2 separate regions of the Oryctolagus cuniculus genome follow, and region 1 is linked to region 2. Evidence: chromatin contacts called from public Micro-C data. All regions are on one chromosome and are shown on one strand. Each heading gives the region's core, a stretch centred on a gene start, on an enhancer-like site or on the middle of the called end of the contact. The rest is flanking DNA. Distances are from core to core; before and after follow the strand shown.

What was found. Hi-C and Micro-C count contacts between places; a contact is called where the count stands out from the background.
Region 1: a contact with region 2 is called in a Micro-C map of ear pinna, with 8 times the contacts expected there. The contact joins the promoter of LARP1B here to the promoter of PGRMC2 in region 2. A contact is called at or near these places in 2 of 6 Hi-C or Micro-C datasets (ear pinna and an unstated tissue).

What each region holds. Positions count from the first base shown.
Region 1 is chr8:36,676,589-36,682,156 of mOryCun1.1, reverse strand. It overlaps LARP1B (La ribonucleoprotein 1B), which reads left to right and starts at 2,167. Exons shown (of 20, transcript XR_011378248.1): 1 at 2,167-3,006. It overlaps LOC108178132 (a long non-coding RNA gene), which reads right to left and starts at 1,848. Exons shown (of 4, transcript XR_011378253.1): 1 at 1,511-1,848.
Region 2 is chr8:36,456,654-36,462,228 of mOryCun1.1, reverse strand. It overlaps PGRMC2 (progesterone receptor membrane component 2), which reads right to left and starts at 4,155. Exons shown (of 3, transcript XM_002717245.5): 1 at 3,527-4,155. The coding sequence starts at 3,944.

The sequences.
Region 1 (5,568 bases), core at 918-3,417, 220 kb before region 2:
TAATCCATGTGTATTTGAATAGAGAGTAAAATAACGTGTTCTGAGTCACAGTCACAGTGAACTTGTTGATAGGCTTTTGTAAAAGGAGGCAAGGATTACCTGGCAGGACTCCAAAGGGCTGATTACAACAAGAACAAGTTGGTAGTTTGTTTTTTTTTTTTTTTTTTTTTAAGATTCATTTATTTATTTGAAAGAGCTACACGGCGGGGGGGGGGGGGGGGTCGGTCTTCCATCTGATGGTTCACTCCACAATTGGCTGCAACAGCTGGTCTCCTACGTGGGTGCAGGGGCCCAAGGACTTGGGCCGTCTTGTACTGCTTTCCCAGGTCATAGCAGAGAGCTGGATCGGATGTGGAGCAGCCTGGTCTTAAACTGGCGCCCATATGGGATGCTGGCGCTTCGGGCCAGGACATTAACCTGCTGCCCCGTAGCACCGGCCCCGGTAGTTAAAAACACAAAGCTTTACTCATAACAGAGCTGGTAAAAGTGTCCCATCTCAGGGATATAGATGGAAGTAAAATTCTCACTTAATCACAACTGGATTCAGGAGGTGGATAAGGGTCTGATAAATTAGAGATTACTGATATGGAACACAAGTCTTATTGTTTATAGCTGCTGAATAAATAGATTATTAGCCTTAGGGAAATAATTTAAGTTAAAAACAAAAAGTGGGTAAAGCCGCTGCCTGCAGTGCCGGCATCCCAAATGGGTGTTGGTTCAAGACCCAGCTGCTCTGCTTCCAACCCAGCTCTCTGCTATGGCCTGGGAAAACAGTAGAAGATGGCCCAAGTCCTTGGGCCCCTGCACCCACGTGGGAGACCCTGAAGAAGCTCCTGGCTATTGGCTCCTGATCCAGGCAGCTCTGGACGTTGTGGCCAATTGGAGGAGTGAACCAGCAATGGAAGACCTCTCTCTCTCTCTGCCTTTCTCTGTGTAACCCTTTCAAATAAATAAATCAATCTTTAAAAAAAGCGAAAAGCAAACAAAAAAACACCCCGTAACCTCAAATTTAATGTGATTTAAGTGAAACCCAAGGGAGGTGGGAATCCCAGACATTATATGTGCGTGGTTTGGCAGCCTTAAAGGAACCAGGAAGAATTCCTCCCAAATCCTTACAGGGGTGGGGGAAGGGCTGAGAAAAAAAAATCTGATTGAATTGAATCTCTGCTCAGAGACCTTGTACCCGCACATAAACATTAACTCATAAATAAACGCACATAAAACCAGTATCATGTCTAACTGAATTTGAGAGCCATACAGAAGCTCCTATCGGATTTATCATCAAAAAATTTGTACTACTTTAAAATTCATTCTAGTGAAAAAATATAATTCGTCATCAAGTGTTAGTCCTTCAAATTATAGGGATACTGAATAAAAAAGTTCAAAAGCGAAATATTAGCTGTTTCACACAAGGGCGCTTTAAAAATATTTCAGTTTGTGGGTGGGAATCAGGGCAGGGAAGTGCAGTAACTCAAATTTCGGGGCAAAGGTTTCATAAACAATTACCTACAGATAACACCGCTTTCACTGCGTTCCTGGCTCCAGATTCCAGGTCACCGCGATGCCCCCGAAGCGCCAGGGAGGGAACTTTCACCGCGCTAAGGCGCTGGGCGCAAAGGGCACAGCGGCCCGGTCGGAGACCCCGGCCCACGCGGGGGCACCCGGTGCTGGTGGGGGTGGCGGCCAGCACCGCCCCAGCGCCCTTCGCCCAGGGGCCACTCGGTCCCGGAGCCTAAGGGCAAATCGCCCGGCGGCTCCCCCAGCGCCACGTGCGCCACCCGCCCCGCACCGCGCCCGGGTGGCGGTCGTCGCCGCCGCGGGAGCCGAGCGCGAGCCCGCCGGCGAGTCATAGAGGGCCGGCGGGCGCCCCGCCCCTGCGCTCACAGCCCGGGCGACCGTCACCCGCGAGCCGGGAATCGCCCGGTGCGCCCTCCTTCCCCTCGGCGGGCCGCTGGGCGGGGCCGGCCCTCAGGGCGGGCGGCCACCTCGCGCAGCGCGGCGGCGGCGGCGGCGGCGGCCGGGGTCGGGGAGCAGCCACGTCACGCTCCGCGAGGAGGTCCCGCCCCGCCCCTCGGCCCGCCTCCGCATGCCGCCGCCCCGCCCCTCGAGCAGTTACCGGCGCGAGCGGCTTGCGCCTCCAGACGCCGCTAAAGGTCCTCCAGCCCGGCTGCCGGCTCCTCCGCAGCTGCCCGCGCCAGGTGAGGGCTCGCGGCTCCCGGCTGCGGCGCCCGGCGCGTGTTAGCTGGCTCTGGGCGTGCGCCGCCGACGAGGGCTGGGCCGGCGGGCGGTTAGCGCTCCGTTCGACGCGGGCCGGCACGCCGGGCGCTGCGCGGCCTCGGCGGGCGGCGGTGGCGGCGACGGCGGCCGGGCTCTCGGGTTCTGTGCCCCAGGCCGGCGCTAGTCGGTGCCCCGGCGGAGCGACGGGCACCCGGGCTCCCTGGCCCCGGGCCCCCCCCGGCTGGGGTGGCTGGGGCAAGGGGACGATGTCTGCTCGCGCCCCGGTGCCCGCCGTTCACTCTCGGGAGGATCCGCCCGCGGCGGCCGCAGAGAGGGAGTCGCGGTTGGCCGCGGCAAGCCGGCAGGCCGAGCAGCCGCCCCCGCCGGATCGAGACGGGAAGGAGGCGGCGAGGGAGGAAAGGGCCGCGGCCAGCACCAGCGCGGGGGCGCGGGGAGAGCCGTCTCCGGTGCCAGTGCTGGGACACAGCGTGCCCCAGGCGGCCGTGCCCGTGAGGCCCCTGTCCCTGCACCTGGCGCACAAGGCGCGCGGGCCCGGGGGCCCCTTCGGCGGGGAGCCGCTGCCACCGCCGCCGCGGGAGCCGCCGGCCGAGGACGCCCGAGATGAGGCGGCAGCGGCCGGCCCCGAGGAAAAGCTGCCGCCGCCGCCACTGCCACCACCACCGCCGCCGCTGCCGCCTAAGGAAAACCCCTGGACCAAAAAGCCTCCCCAGCACCTGTCCCCCGCCGGGACGGGCCCGCCGCCGCCCCCGCTGGAGACTCTGGAGGCAGGTCTGTGGCTTCTCCGCGGGGGGCTCGGGGAGGGTGCGGAGGGGCGACTCCTGGACTTGGCCGCGCGGGGCTGGGGGAGGGGCGGGCCCGGCTTCCCTGTCAGTCGAAGGTATTTCTTGCCAAGGTGTCATTCACGATACCCATTTACATAAATGGACATGTGGGAAGGGAGCGACAGGAAGAGGTGGGACCTCAGGTTCTCTTTGACTGATGGGGGCACGGAGGGGGTAAACTTGGCAGCGCGGCCCCGCTGGCGCGGCCCAGAACTGTGTGAATGAGTGACTCGGTAAAGTAGCTTTAACTTTGGATCGTCAGCGCGGTTCATTCTAGGGGGGAAATTTGGGCGGATTTGTAAATAGATTTACAGCAAGTTGGAGCAAAGGAGATTTATTTCCAAGTGGAAATGCGATTGTGATGTTTTGTTGATAAAACGGAAAAAAAAATCAAGGTTTTCAGAACACTGCTAAGGAGTCATTGAACATGAGACCCTGAGTGTGGTGGCTCATAAAGTGCTTTGGGCGATGATTGTGAGTGAAAATAATTGAAACAGGATAGTTTGACACAGGAGAGAGAATTGCACGTTAGGGAAATTGTGATCTAACATTCTGTGAGCTCTTATTCCCTTTTGAGATTAGATTGTGTGGTCAGCATTTGAATGCTGATCTATGCAGTATGGCCCTTGGTGCTTTATTTTGGTTGCAGCAACTACCCTGGTTGTTTTAAAAATGGAAAAGCTAGATAAAATGAAAAGGCAGTGTCTTTCATTTTTGCCATGTTAAATTATAATGAATTAATTGAGCTTTTGTGTAGACATAACAGCTGTTTTCTTGCAAGGCTTTGCTACTTAAATTTAAAGGTTAACAGTGGAACAGAAAAAAATTTGAACACTTTTACGGGGTTGTGAGAATCAAATGAGATGAAGGATGTGGTGGTATAAAACATAAGGCGGTTGTTGTAAACCCACGTTTCTTCCCAGGAACTCCAGTAGAGGGAGATAAGTGTTGACTTCACTGAATTCTTTAGTTTTTGTACAGAAATGCACTTCCTTCCTTCGTTGTTCATTAATTTCCATAGTTGGAGCAAACATTAAAATTGGCTGTAGGTTTAATATTAGTGTAATTCCCTGCTGCCTGTTACTTATTGAAGAGAGTAAAATTTAGCAAAGAAAGCAAAATCTGAATGGCTGTCTTACCTCCCTACTTCTAACCTTAATTATACATTATATCGGGTAAACACCAGAAAATGAATTCTTGATTGGTTGTAAAACCAATTTTACAGGTTTTAAGACTTAAAAGTGACTTGGGGGTTTTAATTGCAAATGATTGGTGAAAATATTTCAGTTTAATGTCCTAACAGGTGCCTTCCTACTCCAGTGTTCATTGAAGATTAAGAATTAGGTGATCCTTGATGTATGGTGGGATTCACGAAGTTTCGGTTTTGTTGATGTTTCTGTAGGAAACACTTTGTGTCTTTGGAATCCATTCTGTGCACCCAGGAATACTGTTACTCTTACTGGAAGCAGTGTATTAACTATAGTCTTTGTCCAGTGTGGCCTGCACTGTTCTACAACTTTTATTTGCAGTTGAGTAACTTAGCTAATTTAGATAAGAGGTTGTGATGTAGGAATGCACTGTGCTGAGACACTTGGGTACTCACTAACTAGTTGACTTCTGGCAAGATTTTTGGGCTTTGTAAATGGATAAGTTTCCTAATACCAGAGAACCATCTGTATATTTACCTGTGTACTTTAACTTCCTATTTTCCTAAACAAGTTTATAACTTCAAGAATAAAGAAGGTTATTTAGGGTTTAGAGTAGGTACAAACCAAGAAGTGTTAAATTAGTAATTTATTGGTAGGGTACTTGTAAAAGTTAATCTACAAAACAGAATACTCAGAAAGGGAAGCATATTAATCATGCTTTAGCAACAGAGTTAAGCCAGGTTTGTTTTGGCTGAACGGGGACCTTCTGTTATTCTGCTAATGAGGTAAAGGAATTCTGTGCCCAGAATTTTGCCAGAAAATTTATTACCGAGGTTGGAAACATAGGGGAGTATTTCAGGGGATAAATCTTGAATTTTCTCTGTATTAGTACCTGCAGACCTAAATGAAGTGGGCTCTTGATATCTTTGTGAGACTTTCTTCCACTTGTAGGGTGTTCTGGAGTGTATTGATGTTGTTTAGAGATCCAGGGAAGGCACTCAGCCAAAGCCTGACCCATCTGAGAGGCTTAGTGCCCTTGCTGTCTTGAATTCAGTTAGGAGACCAGAAAGAACTTGGCCTAATCTGTGTCTTCATGTTGTGTTAAAATAATTTTATTTATATTGGAGACTTTTTAAAATCATAATATGGAATTTATTAATCACTTGTAGCTATGATTTTATTTTACATGTTAAAAATCTGCTTTCTAATTTCCTTTCTTTCACTCACAAAAACATAATATCTAAAAATTTTTTTCTTCTATTTCAGCTTTATTCTATTTTGATCCTATATTGATTGCTCATTAATTCTCTTTTCTCCCAATGTCTACTTCTCAGAAATCTCAATTATGTTACTCTTATTAC
Region 2 (5,575 bases), core at 2,906-5,405:
GGTTCAGTTTCTACATCTGTAGAACTGGAACATAACTATCTCACACAACTTTGAAAATTAAATGTGATAATGGGCTTAATAACTGGAGTCTCCTCCACCTCCCCTGACCTCTAGAATCAACTGCTGTTCAATCAGTGGAACTCTTTACGAAGATGGAAACACAGTTATTCTTTGGTATCTACAGAGAATTGGTTCCAGTAATCCCCACAGATAACATCTACAGATGTTCAAGTCCTTATATAAAATGGTATAGTTGCATATAACCTATGCACATCCTAGTTACTTTAAGTCATCTCTACATTAATTGTAATAGCTAATACAATGTAAATGCTATATAAATAGTGGTTATACTATTGACAAGAATGGTTATACTAATGACAAGAAAAGAAGTCTGTGCCGGATCAGTACAGAAGCAACCATACTAGTCCAAACATAAAAATGAGAGAGATGCAAGGCCAGACTGAGAATTTGTGAAACATGAGGTTACAGTAGGGTGTGACTACGTACCACTTCATTCAGGTGGCTAGTACTCAGAGCATGGCAAATTCAAGTTTAACTTTTTTGAACTTTCTGTAAGAATGTATTTTGACTGGTTGAATCTGTAGATGACAACATGAATATAAGGGGCTGACTATATGTACTCCATGAAATACCCTATCGAATTTGGTAGCCATGTGGCTGATAACACGTTATGTGGCTAGTGTTACTGAGAAACTCAACTTTTAATTATATTTAAGTTTACTTTATCATTGTGACTACTATATTGGAAAGCACAACAAGGTCATGACAACATGTTTATTTGAGGTTTTAAATCCTTATGGTAACTGGGGGAAGGTATAAAGAAAAACAAAATAAGGTTCTCCACAAGTTTATCTTAAAATCTAATTCTAGAAATAGTCTATATAAGCTTTGTGTTCAAGTAGGACAGGAATACTTACCAACTTCACTGAGGAATTGTGGGACAAACTAAGATATGATATAGTAGGTGCTTAATAAATTTGGCTTCCTTTGTCCTTCCATATTTATTGTCTTACATGACCACACTTTCCTCACATATTGGCCAAGTGCCTGACCTGTTGCTAAATTTAATATTGACAAATGTAGTTAATGTCAACTGTTTGCCAAAATGTGTTTACTCTACTGCTACATTGTCAATATTTAAGTTTTTAAGAACCTGAACTTTAAAAATGTTATGATTAAAAATAAAAATATGTTCTTCATTATGGAATAAAATCTCACAAAGCAATTAACTCTAAAACTATTATTGTGAAATGGGAGTATATACTGGTTATGTATAAAAACTAGGCTTTCTAGCTCTCTCTCAGCTCATTCTTTCAAGCTACTAAGATCCTCAGATACAGCATGCTGCATCTAAATAATTTTGCTACAAAACTGTTTAATTTATTTCAGGATGAAAATAAGAGCAAAATTGAACTTACAGCTCTTTCATAGCCAGGAATTGGCTTCAAGACTTTTGGTAAAGTGTTACTACAGTTTCTATTACTGTGAAACATCAACATATTTTAAGTCCCTATTAGCTATCTGGCTACCTTGCAGGTTCTTTTCAATAATAAAATATTCCAAATATTTCTATTAGGTTATTGATCAATACCTAGAATAAAATAACACTCAAGCTGCTCATCAGGACCTGGGAGCTGGTGGAAGCTATCAAAAAGTGGCCTCCTCATTGCTATCTGATAGCCCCCTTGAAACTCAAGCCTCACAAAAGCAACCAATGTAACATCTATGACACTTAATTTTTAGTTTCTGTCACAAAACATTTGCCACTGGAGGCTGCCAAACTGAGTGTATGACTGTCTCTTCTAACTATCTGCAGATAGTGGTAAATCATAAAGTGTGGGGACTAATACACTTCTTTCACTTAATATTTTGCTTTTAGTTGGGTAAGCTCTGTATTAAGAAATTAAACCTACACACCATTTCTTATCACTGAACACTCTGTAATATCAATCAGGAGAAACTTTAGGAGGAACATACTATGTAAATCCTTGAGATAAAATTTCACTTGTCCCACATACCCTTAAGTATAAAAAATAAGTATTATCTGAATTGATACAAGGAACAGACATCTGGTATTCATATATAAACAAAAACAAATACTTTATATGCAATCTATAGTTGGACAGAATGCATAACAAACAGGAATACAACTAGGAAACAAATTCAATAGTTTTAACACCAAAAATCTCCAATTTCTTATCTTCCAATTAAACGACAAACCAAAGTACTTCCAAAATACCTGCCATGCAGCACGCACTGAAATCAAATATATTTTGTAAGTGTCAATAAATCTCATGGCCTAACAGATCAGACCAAGGTAGAAATGAGCTTGTTCCTAGACTGCCAGCCCCTTGACTTTAAGGGGTCGATGTACTCTTTCTAATAACAAGTCACTTTAAGTCTCTAACTTTATTATTTATTCTTATTGTAGTCACTTTTTTCAAAGTATCATTGCACAGCCAGGATGTACAATGTTGCTCAATTCTATGGAATACCAACAGGTTCCTTAAGTCTGAAGTTTATCAGCATGATCTGAAATGCATGCTACAACTACACTGTGAAGAGCTTCGAAATGAACACACTTTTCTGAAAGCAAACTGTAAAAATATTTAATTTTCAACTGGTGCATGCGGGATTTAAAGCTCTTCCAAGTTTTTTCTTAGTTCTGGTAATTGAAAACATCGGTCATTGTTACCTTGTTTGAATCTGAATATTCGCTTTCCTACCAGCAAAAAAGGAAAAAAAAAGTCAAAAAGGTAAAAAGAAATAAGAGGAAAAGAAGAAAAAAAAAAAAAGAGGCGCGCCTGCTGGGTATATGAGCTCCGCCCCCAACACTTAAGGGCGAATATCCTTGCCCATCTTTAATCAGATCTGCCTTTCCGACGGTCCTCATCCCACATACATTGTTAATCTTGGAAAGCATCTCAGAACGCAAACTGGTTTTAAAAGACGTTGCTTATACGTCTGGACTTCACAGCCTGGAAGGGCTGGGACTGGGAATTACGTGTCCCTAAACGTGGCCTTATGAGGAGTGGTAGGCAGAAAGGGAGCCGGATCAGTGGCAGAAAAAAGTGTGAATTACCAAGGCCGGAACTTTAGATCCCTACTTTAGAAATCTTCCCTCCCTCCAGCCCGCACCCATCCCCGGAATTAGAAAGCTCAGGAAAGGTGGAGGGCCAGTTCGGCTGGAGGCAACTATTTAAGGATTTTGCAAAATTCGGCTGAAGAAGACGCTGCGAGGAGAGACGGAATGGGAGACAGACGAACGCTGAGAGCTGGTCCCTGGGGTCCCAGGGGGACCCCGACCTGCTGGAAAGCCGACGGCGTCCGCAGCAGGGGGCGTGTGGGGGGAGGGCCGTCCCAGGTGAGGCAGCCCAGGCGCGAGGGTCCAGGCGACAAGAAGACTGGGCGAACTAACCTGGTGCCCAGGGGCCTCCCCGTCAGAAGGGGGAGTCGTGCTTGCACTACAGGGGGTCCTCCCTCTCCCTTTCCAACTCCTCCTCACCAGGGCCGTAGAACTTGCTGCCTTTGGTCACGTCGAAGACTTTCCCATTGACCGCGAGCAGGATGCGCGGGGTGCGGGACCCGTCGTATTGGCGCAGCTGCTCCAAGCTGAAGTCCCGCTTCTTCATGCGAGGCAGAGAGGCGGCGGGGCTCTCCTCGCCCGCCCCGGCCCCGGATCCCAGACCCCGCCGCCCCCAGCGCACCCACAGCCGGTAGGCCCCCAGCAGCACCAGCGCCACCAGCGCCACGTTCAGCAGCATCTCCCCGCCCCCCGTCAGAAGCGCCAGCACCGCCGCCGCCCAGCCGCCCCCTTCCGCTGCTGCTCCCGCGCCGCCTGGGCTCTCGCTGCTGCCGTCGCTACTGCTCTCGCTGCCACTCCCCAGGGTGCCTAGCTTCACGTCCCCATCACCCGCCGCCATCACTGCCCGCCAGCGCCTTCCTCCTCCTCCCCGCCCCCTGCCCTCCCCAACCCCAGGCCGGCCCCGCCCATGAGGGGGGACTTCCCAGCCAATAACGTGAGGGGAGAGGGCGGGGACAGGCCGCCTCCTGATTGGGTGTTGACGGGGTAACGTTGTCTCGGCTCTCTCCCCTCCTCCCTTCTTTTGCAGGCCGCGCTCGCGTGCGACGCCCCGCCCATCTCGCCCCACACTTCCCCGCTTTCGCTCCTCGCCTCGGATCTGTGAAACAGACGAGGAGGGCGGATCTGAAGAAAAACATGCTGCGCCGACAGCGCGCGTGCGCGCACGCGCGTGTGGGCGGGGCAAGGGCACAGCGCGTGCGCCGATGCCGGAGCGCCACGCGCTCTCCTTTCCAGAGCAGCCTCTCGGAGAGGCCCGCTCCCCCCGCCCCCCGTCTCCCTGCTGTGCGCGTGCGCGCGGGGCTCGCGTCTCTTCCCAGGCCTGGGTTCGCGGCCGTGAACTCCCGCCTCTTTGCTCTCGCCGCGCTCGGGCGCTTCACGTGTGCGGAGGCGGCCCTGGGGGCGGGCCGGCGCAGGTGGTGTGTGGGCGGCCTCGGCGCGATCTTAAATACTGGGAGCAAGTCGATGAGAGATGTCTGTTGCTCCCCCGGGAGCGTGGCCCTGGAGGTGGGACAGCATCCAGAAGTTTAGGCGAGGAGCTGGCCCTGGACTTCCCTGGTATCGGCAGTCTCGGTGGCGATTGCGCGGCGCCAAGCAGCCGCTCCCCTTGGGCTTTGCTCAAGGTTGCTGTTGTAGAACTCTTACTTGAGATTAACCGTTTAGTTTTTCTCTGGATCCTAATCTGTGGCACTTTGGATGTGGATGGGCTGGCGTGGTCCTTGTGTTTGCTTTAATTTTTTTTTCCATTAATTAATTTATTTGAAAGTCAGAGTTACACAGAGAGAGGAGAGGCAGAGAGAGGTCTTCCATCTGCTGGTTCACTCCCCAATTGGCTGCAATGGCCAGAGCTGTGCCAATGCGAAGGCAGGAGCTTCTTCTGGGTCTCCTGTGTGGGTGCAGGGTCCCAAGGACTTGGGCCATCTTCTGCTGCTTTCCCAGGCCACAGCAGAGAGCTGGATCAGAAGTGCAGCAGCTGGGACTGGAACCAGCGCCCGTATGGGATGCTAGCGCTGCAGGCAGTGGCTTTGCCTGCTATGCCACGGGCGCAGACCCCTCGCTTTAGTTTTATGTACAGTTTTGTTCCTGGGGTGTCCTTTGTACTTTCAAATCCTGGAAACCCCACATAGTCACTCCTGAAGCTTCTTTCTTGGTGCTGCTGTCTCATGCACGTGACTTACTTGCCCTCTTTCCTGTTGGGTCTGCTCTTTGTGTTCTCTGAGCCTTCCCAGACTACCTGGTTTGATGAGTGTTGGAACAAGGACGTAAGCCTTAGCCATGTTAGGGTCACATTACTCCTGCCTGCTTTCAAGAGGCCAGTTAAGTCTCACGCCCTATTATTCTCCACCCTACCCTCTGGGTTCTAACGCAAGTTTGGTAGCCAGTGGGCCAAACTTGAACCTGTGTGGGGAAACACACCTCCACCTACTGCCCTCCACCCCAGCTTCTAGCCCACCAAAGATATAAAGAGGCCCA